Linked DNA regions of Sus scrofa: regions 1 and 3 are each linked to region 2. Evidence: chromatin contacts called from public Hi-C data. All regions are on one chromosome and are shown on one strand. Each heading gives the region's core, a stretch centred on a gene start, on an enhancer-like site or on the middle of the called end of the contact. The rest is flanking DNA. Distances are from core to core; before and after follow the strand shown. Region 1 overlaps RUNX1 (runt related transcription factor 1). Region 2 has its middle 200 kb from the start of SETD4. Region 3 has its middle 28 kb from the start of RUNX1.

Region 1 (4,069 bases), core at 358-2,857, 820 kb before region 2:
TCTAGATATAGGCACAGTAAGTTAGCTGTGCAGTAGGTAATAGAAAATACATGGAGCTGGAGTTCCCGTTGTGGCTCAGCAGTAACAAAACTGACGAGGATCCATGAGGTTGCAGGTTTAATCCCTGGCCTCGATCATGGTGTTGCCATGAGCTGTGGTGTAGGACGCAGACGCAGCATGGATCTAGCGTTGCTGTGGTATAGGCCAGCAGTTGTAGCTCCAATTCAGCCCCTATGCTGGGAACTTCCATATGCTTCCGGTGTGGCCCTAAAAAGTGAAAAGAAAATATAAGAAAATACAAGGAGCTATTAGCGATGGGATAACACAAACCATTATTTGAAAATAGAACTATTTTGGAGAGAAGAACAATTTGGAGCTCCTGTGTTCCTGGTGACTTTCCACTCGATTTGCCTTCTCAGGTCAAACACCATTACTGTGGGGCACCATGGGGTTGCAGGAGAATACTGGCCTGTCTGCTCATTCCCACACACATGCACACCAACACACACAAGCAACAGAGGAATGGGACAGTGGTGGGCAGGGGGAACTTGGATTAAATGCAATGGCCTAATTTCTTCCACATCACTCATTGAAATTCCCCACTCACTCATTTTCCTAAAAGCTGATTTTCTCATATACTTTGAAGTTAGGCAAGTGGGTTTGAGGAAAGTCATATTCCCTTTGAGGTGTCTGCCTAGGAACATGCCAAATTATCTCAAGAGCCCCTTCAGCAACAGGAGAAGGCTCCCTGGGGTAAGTGAAGATGGAGAAAAATCCTAACCCAAGAAATATGGAGCTCATTTTGACAGTCATTGGATGGCTTAGTGGTTCCAGAGCAACCAGGGGAAATAAGGTTTTCTTGATGGTTGACATTCAAAGTTTTCATAAGAAAATTAAAAATATGATCAATATTTTATAACAACTTTAAGTGGAGTATAATCCATAAAAATATTGAGTCTCCATGTGTTATACCTGAAACCAATAGAACATGGTAAATCAACTACACTTCAAAAAATAAAAAGAATCTTAGAAGCAATTTCATAAATGTGGAGGAAGGGTAGGATATTTACCCAAGATGTAAACTGTCTAAATGAAATGATCCATTATCTTTTTTCCATCGGTGAGGGTCTCACGCAAGCTTTCCTGTTTTAAACTCATGCACATCTACATCGACAGTGTTTATGCTTGCAGAGAAATTGCTCAATAGATGTAGGTTGATCTAAAAAAAACCCCAGACATTGGTATTTGTATCTATATGAGATGATGGATGCAACGAATCTTATTGTGGTCATCATTTCACAGTACATGTAAATCTTTATGTTGTACACCTCAGACTTCCCAGAACTGTCTATCAGTTATATCTCAATAAGGGGGGCGGGGAGAATGGAAGAAAAAAAAAAAGCTGGCATTCAGTTCCAGCCTAAACATTGTTTGGGAACCTCTGTTCCTGTCCACCCTCAGAGACCTCAGCCAAATTCTGGGGCGGTTGGTTTGGTTTCCTGGCTGGAATTGCGACACCGTTGGGGCAGAGTCTTGTAGCTGCAGACAAGCCTGTGAACAGGGTGTCAGGAAGTCCGGGAAAGCATGAGTCAGCTCAGCGCTGGCACCCTTGGCATCAGGGCTCCAGAGGAAACTTGACCAGTAGCCGAAGTCAACAAAGGGTGTGAAGCAAGCCGCACAGCCTGGGGGAGACTGGAGGGGGGGCAGGCAGCTGGCTGTGAGCAGGGTCAGGGAGGGCCCGCCAGCGTGTCCCCATGAACCCCACACACCAGACTCCACCCTTCCCAGCAGAGACGATCCAACCCTTTCAGCTCTGACCACAACGGGTGGAATTTAATGACCTGGGAACTAATTTCTCGCTGGTTTGGGCAAACTAAAAAAGATAGAATGAGTAATGCATTAAAATCATCTTTTTTCCTAATTGAAAAAAAAAAGTATTACAATTCTGTTTGAGACTTGACGTCTTTGGAATCAACATTGCAAACTTCTGGGAGATAATTCGAGATCAAAATGTGTAAATGCTCTCATTTACTTATATTCCTGCATTGACCTGGGCATTGTTTACAGCAAAGGCTCTTGGAACCAGGAACTAAGAGTTGCTTAGATCTTTCTGTCCCTTTTTGTCTCTTGGCCTGTACGTGTAGGTACAGGTGTGTCTTTATGTAGGTATGTCCTTGTATGCATGGTTTCTTCTATCCATCACTGCTCCCTTCTAGAATATTCCTGCCCCACCTTCAGCATAGACTCACTTTTTAGAATTTTGAACCCTGAGAATCAGCAGAAATTCCTGGTCTGTGTTTGAATATCTTGAACCTGTCTGCAGCCTACCCTTAGGTGTGGAGAGGAATGGAAACTCCGACTTGTAGGATGGGGGAGCAGTGGGACCACCCCCACTTCACAGGGCAGAGATCCTTCCCAAAGTACCATCCTGGGAGCATCTCCAGGGTGTGATCTGACTTAACCAAGCTTCACCTCCACTTCTGTCCCTCAGCCTTGCTGTGGAGCTCAGATGTAATGACACTGCTCCAAAGAGCATGAGAAGGGAGTTAAATTGTGGGCAAAGTGAGAACAGCCTGGGATAGGTGCAGGAGAGGAAGTGGAAGGAACAAGACTCTTAGGGCTGAGTCGAGTCTTAGGGCCCAAGACGACTGTGGGGCTGAGGTCAGAGGCCGGGGGGCTCCTACTGGAAGGGAAAAGGCTGGAGAGGTGGACTCCCTTAGTCCTGCTGTGCCTGCCTCTGGCCCTTGGCTCCTCTTTCTCAGACCTGCAAGAAGAGTCCATTAGATCAGCCCACCACACACATCTAGAAGTTTCTGAGTATTGCAGGCAACTCAAAGACAGAAACTTCGGCCTAAAAGCAGACGTTTTGGATCAATGTTGCCACTTAAATAACAGCTTGAAAAAGAAAATTCAGATCCTCCTCTCTTTCTGTCTCCTTCCCCACTTGACTTCGTAACCCATGTCCTCTCTATTAAAACTCTAAGTGGAAAAAAAAGTTAGTTTCACAAAGATTCTCTACAGAAAGTGTAGCTGTAAATTATCCAGAAAGTTAGGCATTTCTGCATCACAGCTTTCTCCTGAGCTTATTGCTTTTCTTTACATTATGAGGCCAGGATGTTAAAAACAAAAATCAGAAAAAAAAAATCAACCAATAATAAGATTTTAGACCCTGAGCAAGATGACATAGATGCTATCAAAATAGTTTGCAAAATTATGGAAACATTGCTACATTTTCCATAGGGTTAACTTTTGAGACCAAAAAAAAAAAAAAAAAAAAAAAAAAAACTAATTTGGAACTTGAGATTTCTTTGAAAAAAAAATTCCCTTAACCAAACTGAAGACATTTACCAGGGAGAAGAAAATGACTAACTTGTAGTTTCCACAATGAGAAACACATTCCCATGGCTTCTGGCCACTTTCTATCATTACGTGATGGGCTTAAATTGCATTCATTTATAATGAGTTAAAAATATGAATGAAATCTTTAAATTAGTCAAAATAACGTCATGCTTTAAACATCCTCCCCTGCAAAGATAGAGAGGATATTGGATGGCAATTGACCTGACGATTGTTTCTGAGGATCGATTCCAAACCTGATGGGCCCATATTTAACTTCAAACCAAGAGTTGTTACTTCACAATTAAAAAAAAAAAAGAAAAGAAAGCAGACCTCTTATTGCAGCAGCGAGATAGGGCAGTGTAATGGCTTTGAGCGTGTCTCTTCCTGCAGCGTATCTGGCCTTGAGTCCAAGGAGCCCCCCGCCAACATCAAAGGAAGCTTTCGGAGATGGTGTGTGGAGCACCAGATAGCCCCGGGAAGGGGGGTGCCTGGCCTCTGCCAAGAGGAATTGCTAAAATTAGACAGTGAGGTAGTCTTGGGGCTGGAAGGGATCTTGCTAATCGTCTGCTTCCATCACTGATAGAACCCGTCAGACCTTCCAGACCTTCAAAGAGAAGGGCTTATGCAACCAGCAGGAATGCCTCTCTGGTTGGAGCTCCTTCTATCTTAAACTCTCCATGCTGCTACTCCCATCAATTTCCTCTTGTTTGGGGCTCAGTGCAGATTGGTG
Region 2 (3,947 bases), core at 1,413-3,912:
CTGCATGAGCCCGTTGTGTCTGTGTCTGCAGCTCCCCCGATTCACCTTCATCAGCTCCCAATGTGCAGAGGACAGCTAGATTGTCTCAGTGTCGCTTCTGGCTTGATGACAGCCCAGCAGCAGGTGGAGGCTCCAATTCACCCCCGAGAATTGGTGTCTGAGAGATAGAGATGGCCAAGTGTGGCCTAAGCCTTCTAGGATAGCATGTCTCCATGGAAAAGACTTAACATTCCGGAGACAATGAGAAGAGAGCTTCTAATGATGGTACCCCCAGTCCAAGGGCTGCCTCCAATCTGTGGCACGATTTCAGCATTCGCTCCAACCACCAGAAAAAGGGATCAGCGCTGCCATGTGAGGCTCGAAGGGAGCCCAATACAACAAATAGTGGGGAGTGATTGGCATGGCCACCCTCTGCATTTTTCGGATCCCCTTCGGGACTGAAAGGTGCATTTCTGCAGAGCTGGGAGGACTGTCCTTGCTCTGCAGATGCTGCCCTGGGCTGATGAGAACCACCTTGCATGAGATCACACCCTTTTCCTGCAAAACCTGAAGTCTAATGACTGGCTGACAAGTCAGGAGCATGGCAGCCTGACCTCCTGCTCCAACTCAGCAGGATTCTGAAAACGATGCCAGCTTCCATGGGATAAGAGCCACATTGTTCAATTTCTCCTCTGGCCCCTGCTGCTTCCTCCCTGGTTGGATCACCAGAGTGCCCCTAACCAACGTCCACCATGCTGATGTGCCCCTCACCGTCTGCTTCAGGAACCCACCCTGATGCCAGAAGTGGTTCCAGAAAGCAAGGCTAATTAATATAATTTCAGAACTGGACCACCCACTGCCCAGCTAGCAGTGAATCTCTATCACGCAGCTCGAGGTTCAAAGCAGCAGAGAACTGGGGCAGGAAATGCATGGCCCGTGCATTTCCACTGGCTGTTTGAGAAATACAAACAGGAAAGAGCCATTCTGAAGAGGTAAGATTGGATGGCTGTTGTCCAGGTCTCTTGATGTTTGGGAGGGTGACAGCAAAAGCCTGAGGATGTTAACCATCAATGAAATGCTAAGTGTGAAAGGCAGAAGTCCTCCTTGCCAGCTCCTAAAGAGACTCAGCCCTCGTATTCAAATTGCAGAGAAAGCTAAGGATCAGGCACAGGACTTATTCATGAAAATAGCAGGGTTCCACGGGATCTCAACCAAACCTGGCAGCTCTGCTTGGACAAAGCTCAGAGCTCCTGGTGGGAAAGAATCATGCCCCCAGTCCCCAAGTGTTTAGGAACAGATAAACTGATGGTTGCCAAGGCTTACACAAATAAGAGCTATCACAGTGAGGAAGCTCAAGGGGGAAGTTTCTAAACTGTCTCCTACCCCAGCCAAGAGAGTAAATCAAAAACGATATCGTATCCTTGGATGGGTTAGAGGGGGAGGTTTGGATTTTGAAGCTTAGAACTACCCTTAAGTACCTACAGGATGCAGAGTGTGGCTGTTATCATATCACCATTGAATTAATCAGTCTGGGCCCTGCAGAACTCACATCGGTCCTGGAGGGTGACAGACTCCTACAGACTTAAACAAGCAGCAGCCACAGCTGGCACTGAAGCTTCCTTACCAGATAGTCTATTTTTTCTTAAACACAGGCTCAGGTACATGGTGTGCAGCCTTTGATCTGGGAACTCTGTCCTTTCATCCCTATCAAAAAGAAGGATCAGAAACAGTTCACATTTGCTCAGAACAGACAACGGTATTCATTTGCAGTGTTGACCCAGGGCTATGCTAACTCTCTTCTCTCTGTCATAATATAGTCTGAGGAGCCCTGGACAAGCTGGGCATTTGCAGGATATCAGGCTGGGGGTGACATCATGTAAATCAGACCTGATGAGCAAGAAGTGTCAAGGATACTCAAAGCCTTCACAAGTCAGACTCATGCCATAAATAAAATGGGAACTAACCATCACAGGCCACATCAGCAAACTTTTTAAAGGTCTAGGGTCTAGGCATTTCAGGATATCTCAGCCAAAGTAAATAACAAATTATTATCTCACCCCTTCTTAAAAAAAAAAAAAGTAAAACTGCAGCACAATAGCCTTTAGGTTTCAGGGACACTAGTTTCACAGTTGGGAATATTGCTCGTATCCATATAACAAGGGATAGAATGGCCATCAAAACAGGGAAATCTCTGCAAAAGTCCTGCCACAGCATAAATGGCCCTATGGCCTAAGCTTCATGGCCCAGCAGACCCTCTGGCATTAGTAGTACTAGTGATGGAAAAGAAACACAGTGTGGAGTTTTTGGCAATCCAAATTGGGAAAATCACAACTCCGAAACTTAAGAGTTCTGGAGCAAACATGTCCACTACATCTAATAACAATATAGCTTTAGAATAAAGAGCACCCCGCATGCTGCTGTCCCCAACCAGGGGACACGAGGTAATCAACCATCCATGATGAGCTGGGTTCCGTCACACCCAGGAAGCCACATACCCAACAGCCATCTATTGTAAGATGAAAGTGGTGCATCCAGATCAGGGCATAAACAAGTTATCCCAGCAGGTACCCCAGATCTCCATGGTATTCACCATTGCTGCATCAGTGCCTCCCCTTAGCTCATACCCATGGCCACATGGGAGGTCCGTTATGACCAGCTGATGGAGCAGGGGAAAGCCCAAGCTTGATTTATCCATGAGTCAGCTGAATACCAAAGGCACAAGCCAAACAAACAGTGGCTGCTGTTCAGCCTCACTTGGAGGGGGCGGCCTTAAAAGATAGTGGTTGGAGGAAACCATCCCAAAGTCAGCACTTTGGATGGCGCGTACTCCATGTTAAAAGGGAACTGGGACTTGGAAATGGCCAGTGTACAGATAACATGAGGTCCTTACACCATGACTGGACTTGGATAGACAGCAACATCTCTGGGTAGTTTATGTCACTGTCTCCAAAATCTAGACAAGCATCAGAACCACCTGTTGAAAAGTTTTAAAGACTGTAAGTCCCTAACCCCCATCTCAAAATTACTGAAATAAATGCCCCAGAGAAGGAGCTCATACGTCTATATTTTATGAAAGATCCTTAAGTGATTCTGCTATTGCTAGTCCTTGAACTGGTATTTGGAAAACATTTGTTTAAGTGATCAGCAATGCCACAAAGAAGAAAAAAAAAATATTAGCAAATACTGCAAACACACAACTAGTCCTATTGTGGTAATCATTTTGCAACATATATGTGTATCAAATCATCGTGTTGTACAGCTTAAACTTAGAGTGTTATATGTCAATTATATCTCATAAAGCTGGGGGGGGAGAAAAATATATAAATTTTTAAAATCAAGCACATGTAAGACTATGCGCTTTAATATATGTCACCCTCTGGGGTATGTGTTATTACTAACCCATCTGGTAGGTGAGAACACTGAAGTGACCTGACCTACTCAGGGTCATTTAGATGCAAATGATGGAGACAGTATTTGAACTTAGCCTGACTCTGGGGTCCCTGTGCTTAATCATGATGTCTAGTGGAAAATTCACTCAAGAAAAGTGAAGGGGCAAGAAAAATCTGTAATCCCCAAGCCTGTACAGTTGTAAGGCTAATTCTGTATTTACCTTCAATGAAGACAAATTGTTTTTCCAAATAGTTTAACTTCAGTATCCCTTTACAATAGCATGTGAGCGCCATCTAGTGGCTATAGATAAGGCCGCTTGATGAGTCATTGCTCTGAGTTAAGCAAGATCCGCTGACAACAGAAAAATTGTTGTTAAAATTGAGTAGAATCAGGTTTCCAATTCCAAAATGAATGAATTCCAGTTCCAGAAGGATGAATTCTTTGACTTCATCAAAAGTTTTTAAAATATGGCAAGGATATCAAAATGAGGGAAAAGAATCAAAATGAGTGAAATCAATAACAGCCACAGAGGATTCCCACTGTGGCTCAGGAGAAATGAACCCTACTATAATCCATAA
Region 3 (3,736 bases), core at 1,209-3,708, 730 kb before region 2:
TCCATCCTGGCCCTACAGAAATGCCACCAATCCAATTGTGTCACAGCAGGAACTCCAGAATGAGCATTTTCTATTTTTAGAGGGTCTTTTCCATTTCGCTTAGAATTTTATCTGAAGTATGAACAAATTCTCGAATGTTTAATATGAACTGAGAGGAGAGAAGCCCTTAATAAGGGTTCAGTTAACTGGTTTCGTTTGCCAGCAGATGATATAATTCAGAAAGCCCACCAGCTGCCACTTGGTCAGTTCCCAGCAAGTAGGTTCTAATTGCCTCACTTCACCTGTACCTTTTTCCAGGTTTAGCCAAAGAAACTTCCTTCCCTCCATCCACTTTCAATCATACCACAGAATACTCAACTTTTGAAATGTACACAAGGTCTCTCTCATACACACACACACACAGTCAATTATATTTAGGGCAGGCTATATAAGTTGCAAGGACCAGTGAAAAGTGAAATCATGGGCCCCTTGGTTCAAATTTATGAAGACTTTCAAGATAGTGGCAGCAGAATTTCAAGAGCGTTAAACCAAGAATGAGGTCCTTCTGAGGGGGGACCTGTATAACCATATAGGTCTCATGCCCACAGTGCCAGCCCTGACTGCTTTAATAATCACACTAAATGTCTCCTTATAAGTACACAGCAAAGAACACGTCTGGAGCAACTGAAAGTTACTTTGTGCTAAAACTTTCCTTTCAGCCCAACACCAATTACCCATAACTCAGCCATAATATGTTAGCAATGGAAACTGATTTCTTACATTAAAATTTCTAGCAATTTTATAGGTATTTTCTCTTTTGATCTTAAGACATTCTTATTCTCCCCAATTTGTCAGTATGCAAACAGGCATAGTAACTTATCCAAGGGCACATTTAATTTTTTTTTCTGCCCTTATGTGTACTATATAGAACATTTGAAAACTATGGAAAGAAAATATTTATTACTCATAAACTACCACCTTAGAGATAACTGCTATTAAAATTTCAGTATGGATCCTTCTAAGTCTATTTTTCTATACTTTTTCTGTTCTTTTTAGGGCCACAGCTGTGACATATGAAAGTTCCCAGGCTAGGGGTCAAATCAGAGCTGTAGTTGACAGTCTACACCACAGCTACAGCAGCACTCTTTCCTTAACCCACTGACTGAGGCCAGGGATCGAACCAGAATCCTCATGGATACGAGCTGGGTTTGTTACTGCTGAGCCACAACGGGAATGCCTCTATAATTTTTAATGCAAGACTTTGTATAAGTTCCTGTGTGTTTTTCTATCTAAATGGGGCTCATATCATGCATACTGCTTAATAACCCTTTCAACTTCATGACATAACCCAAATGTCCCCCACATTATTAAACACTCCTCCTATGAAGAATTATTTTTAGTGGTTATGTAATAGTCCATCATGGTTGGTAAGGAATCCATTTAGAAAAAAATGGGAGATGATAAAGAGAAAAAATATTGGTGTTTACTGCTTTTCATATTATAACCCTTTTACTCCTCACCACTGCCTTATAAGCTAGATGTTATTATCTCCATTTCACAGATAAAGAAATTGAGATACTGACAGTTTAAATAATTAGCTACAAGTCACACATTAGGGCGAAGCTGGAATTTGGACTGAGGTCTGCTTAAAGTCAAAGTTTATATGAAAATCACTCTGTGGAGTTCCCTTCGTGGCTCAACGTTTAAGGAACCTGACTAGGATCCATGAGGATGTGGGTTGGATCCCCGGCCTTGCTCAGTGGGTTAAGGATCTGGCATTGCTGTGAGCTATGGTGTAGGTTGTAGATGCAGCTCAGATCCTGCACTGCTGTGCCTACGGCATAGGCCAGCAGCCATAGCTTTGATTTGACCCCTAGCTTGGGAATTTCCATAAGTCACAGATGTGTCCTTAAAAGAAAAAAAAAAAAAGAGAAAGCTTTGAAAAAAAAAAAAAACCCTTTGCAATGACAGTGATACATAATTTATTATTTTATTCTGTAGAAAGACCCCTGGGTGAGCACAGCATTTAGAGCCTTGGAAATGTTTGAGGTGCAGTGTTTCTCTGTTATTGGGAAAAGGCTGTCAAGGGGGTTGGTGGAGATATGGACAAATAATGACCAGGAACAACCTCTGGGTCAAAGAATTGTCCTTTCAGAGGTTATTTCCTGGTTAGTGGGGATGCTTTGGGTCACAGGTAGTCATATTTGCACATGAGGAACATCGAGGAAAGAAGGATGTATGCTCATGAAGAAAAAAACCAGGGGTGGGCAGTAGATTGGTTTCCAGCTTAAGAAAGTAGCATTTGGGATAATCCCTGAGCCATGTGTCTGTTGGACTGCGTACATACCCTCTAAGGGAGAATTCAGGACAATTACAGAAAAAGAAAATTATGTTCCTAAAAGTTCTCAGAAGCGATTTCTTAAAGTGATTTCCCAGTGTAGAATTGTTTGGCCTCCTCACTCGCCCCCACCCGGCCAGGCTTAGTCAGCTAGTTTCTCACTGACGTCTGCAGTTCTAGGAGCTTAGTCCCCCAGGGGAGTGGAAAAGATTCCTGGCACGTACATTAGATCAGAAAAAAAAAAAAAAATTGATGATGAGTAAGAATAGTCTATTACCTCCTTCGTCTTGACTATACAATTTCCCCTCAAAGGGAAGGCCATCCGTGGTGAGAGTTTCCTGTGATTGCTCTAACAAAGCACCACAGATGGATGGAGGGGCTCAAGATGACAGAAATGCAATCTCCTCCCACTTCTGGAAGCCAGGAGTCTGCAGTCAAGGCGTTTCAGGGCCATATTCCCTCTTATGGCTCTAGGGGAGGGTCCTTCCTGCCTCCTTCAGCCTCTGGCAGCTCAAGGTGTCCTTGGCTCATGGTGGTACCACTCTAGTCTATGCCTCCATCATCCACGGCCTTCTCCTCATCTGGGTCGTTTCCTTTTCCAGCTCTTTTCAGGACACTTGTCATTGGATTTAGGACCTACCTGGATAATCCAGGACGATCTCATCTTGAGACCCTTAACTTCATTTCATCTGCAAAGATCCTTTTTCCCAATAAGGTCACACCCACAGATTCTGGGGGTTAGCTCATGCCTGTATATTTTTGGGGGGCTATTCATTGACCCTGCTCCAGTGCTGAGGCTTAATGCTGTTGTATGCCAAGAAAGAGCTACTGCACTCTCCTCGATTGTTTCGTTTCTGTTTTTTGTCTGTTTGTTTGTTTTTGGACTTACCTCTGGCATGTGGAAGTTCCTGGGCCAGGGATCGAACCCCCATCACAGCAGTGACAAGCCAGATCCTTAACCTGCTGAGCCACCAGGGAACTCCAAGAGCCCTTCAGGTTTATATCTTGGGTAGGGCCTTCTTCCCTGGACAAAGCTCTGGGAAGGAAGGAGGAGCTCAGAGCTGAAGGACAGTTTTGGTTCCCCAGGCACACAGGTATCTGGTGTCTCTGAGCTCCCGAGTTCTAGATTCAGCACAATGATGTCTGTGGGCCCCAGAGGCACATGGACACCACTGAGGAAGAGGAAGCCAGGCCTGATGGGACCTCCCACCTGTGTGACTGTGGAGACATAGAGCCAGGTGGGGTTCTGGCCACCTCAGCAGATGCAAACCAGGAGAGAGAAGATTATCAAAGACCCAGGCCCCACTTTCCCACCCTGTGTGGGCCCAGCATAGCCTGGAGAGGGACTCTGGACAAGAAAGCACTACTGAATTGGACTGAATTAGAGGAGATGAGCATTCTGACCCAGTGATCAAATGG

Evidence for each region. A called contact is a pair of places that touch in the nucleus more often than the background predicts.
Region 1: a Hi-C map of embryonic fibroblasts shows a contact between it and region 2, with 3 times the contacts expected there. The contact joins two enhancer-like sites. A contact is called at or near these places in 3 of 47 Hi-C or Micro-C datasets (adipocytes, embryonic fibroblasts and fibroblasts) and 2 of 2 datasets of contacts at active chromatin or transcription factors (alveolar macrophages and skeletal muscle).
Region 3: a Hi-C map of embryonic fibroblasts shows a contact between it and region 2, with 5 times the contacts expected there. The contact joins two enhancer-like sites. A contact is called at or near these places in 2 of 47 Hi-C or Micro-C datasets (embryonic fibroblasts and subcutaneous adipose tissue) and 2 of 2 datasets of contacts at active chromatin or transcription factors (alveolar macrophages and skeletal muscle).

What each region holds. Positions count from the first base shown.
Region 1 is chr13:198,573,179-198,577,247 of Sscrofa11.1, forward strand. All of the region lies in intron 1 of RUNX1 (runt related transcription factor 1), which reads right to left. Among named protein-coding and RNA genes, the nearest start is that of RUNX1, 60 kb to the right of the region's middle. Within about 2 kb of position 1,608, at least 11 of the 83 cell types and tissues checked have an H3K27ac peak or open chromatin away from gene starts, as enhancers often do. A contact at or near this core is called in alveolar macrophages and embryonic fibroblasts, where this site is marked.
Region 2 is chr13:199,387,914-199,391,860 of Sscrofa11.1, forward strand. No RefSeq gene overlaps it. Among named protein-coding and RNA genes, the nearest start is that of SETD4, 200 kb to the right of the region's middle. Within about 2 kb of position 2,663, at least 5 of the 83 cell types and tissues checked have an H3K27ac peak or open chromatin away from gene starts, as enhancers often do. A contact at or near this core is called in alveolar macrophages and embryonic fibroblasts, where this site is marked.
Region 3 is chr13:198,661,508-198,665,243 of Sscrofa11.1, forward strand. No RefSeq gene overlaps it. Among named protein-coding and RNA genes, the nearest start is that of RUNX1, 28 kb to the left of the region's middle. Within about 2 kb of position 2,459, at least 6 of the 83 cell types and tissues checked have an H3K27ac peak or open chromatin away from gene starts, as enhancers often do. A contact at or near this core is called in embryonic fibroblasts, where this site is marked.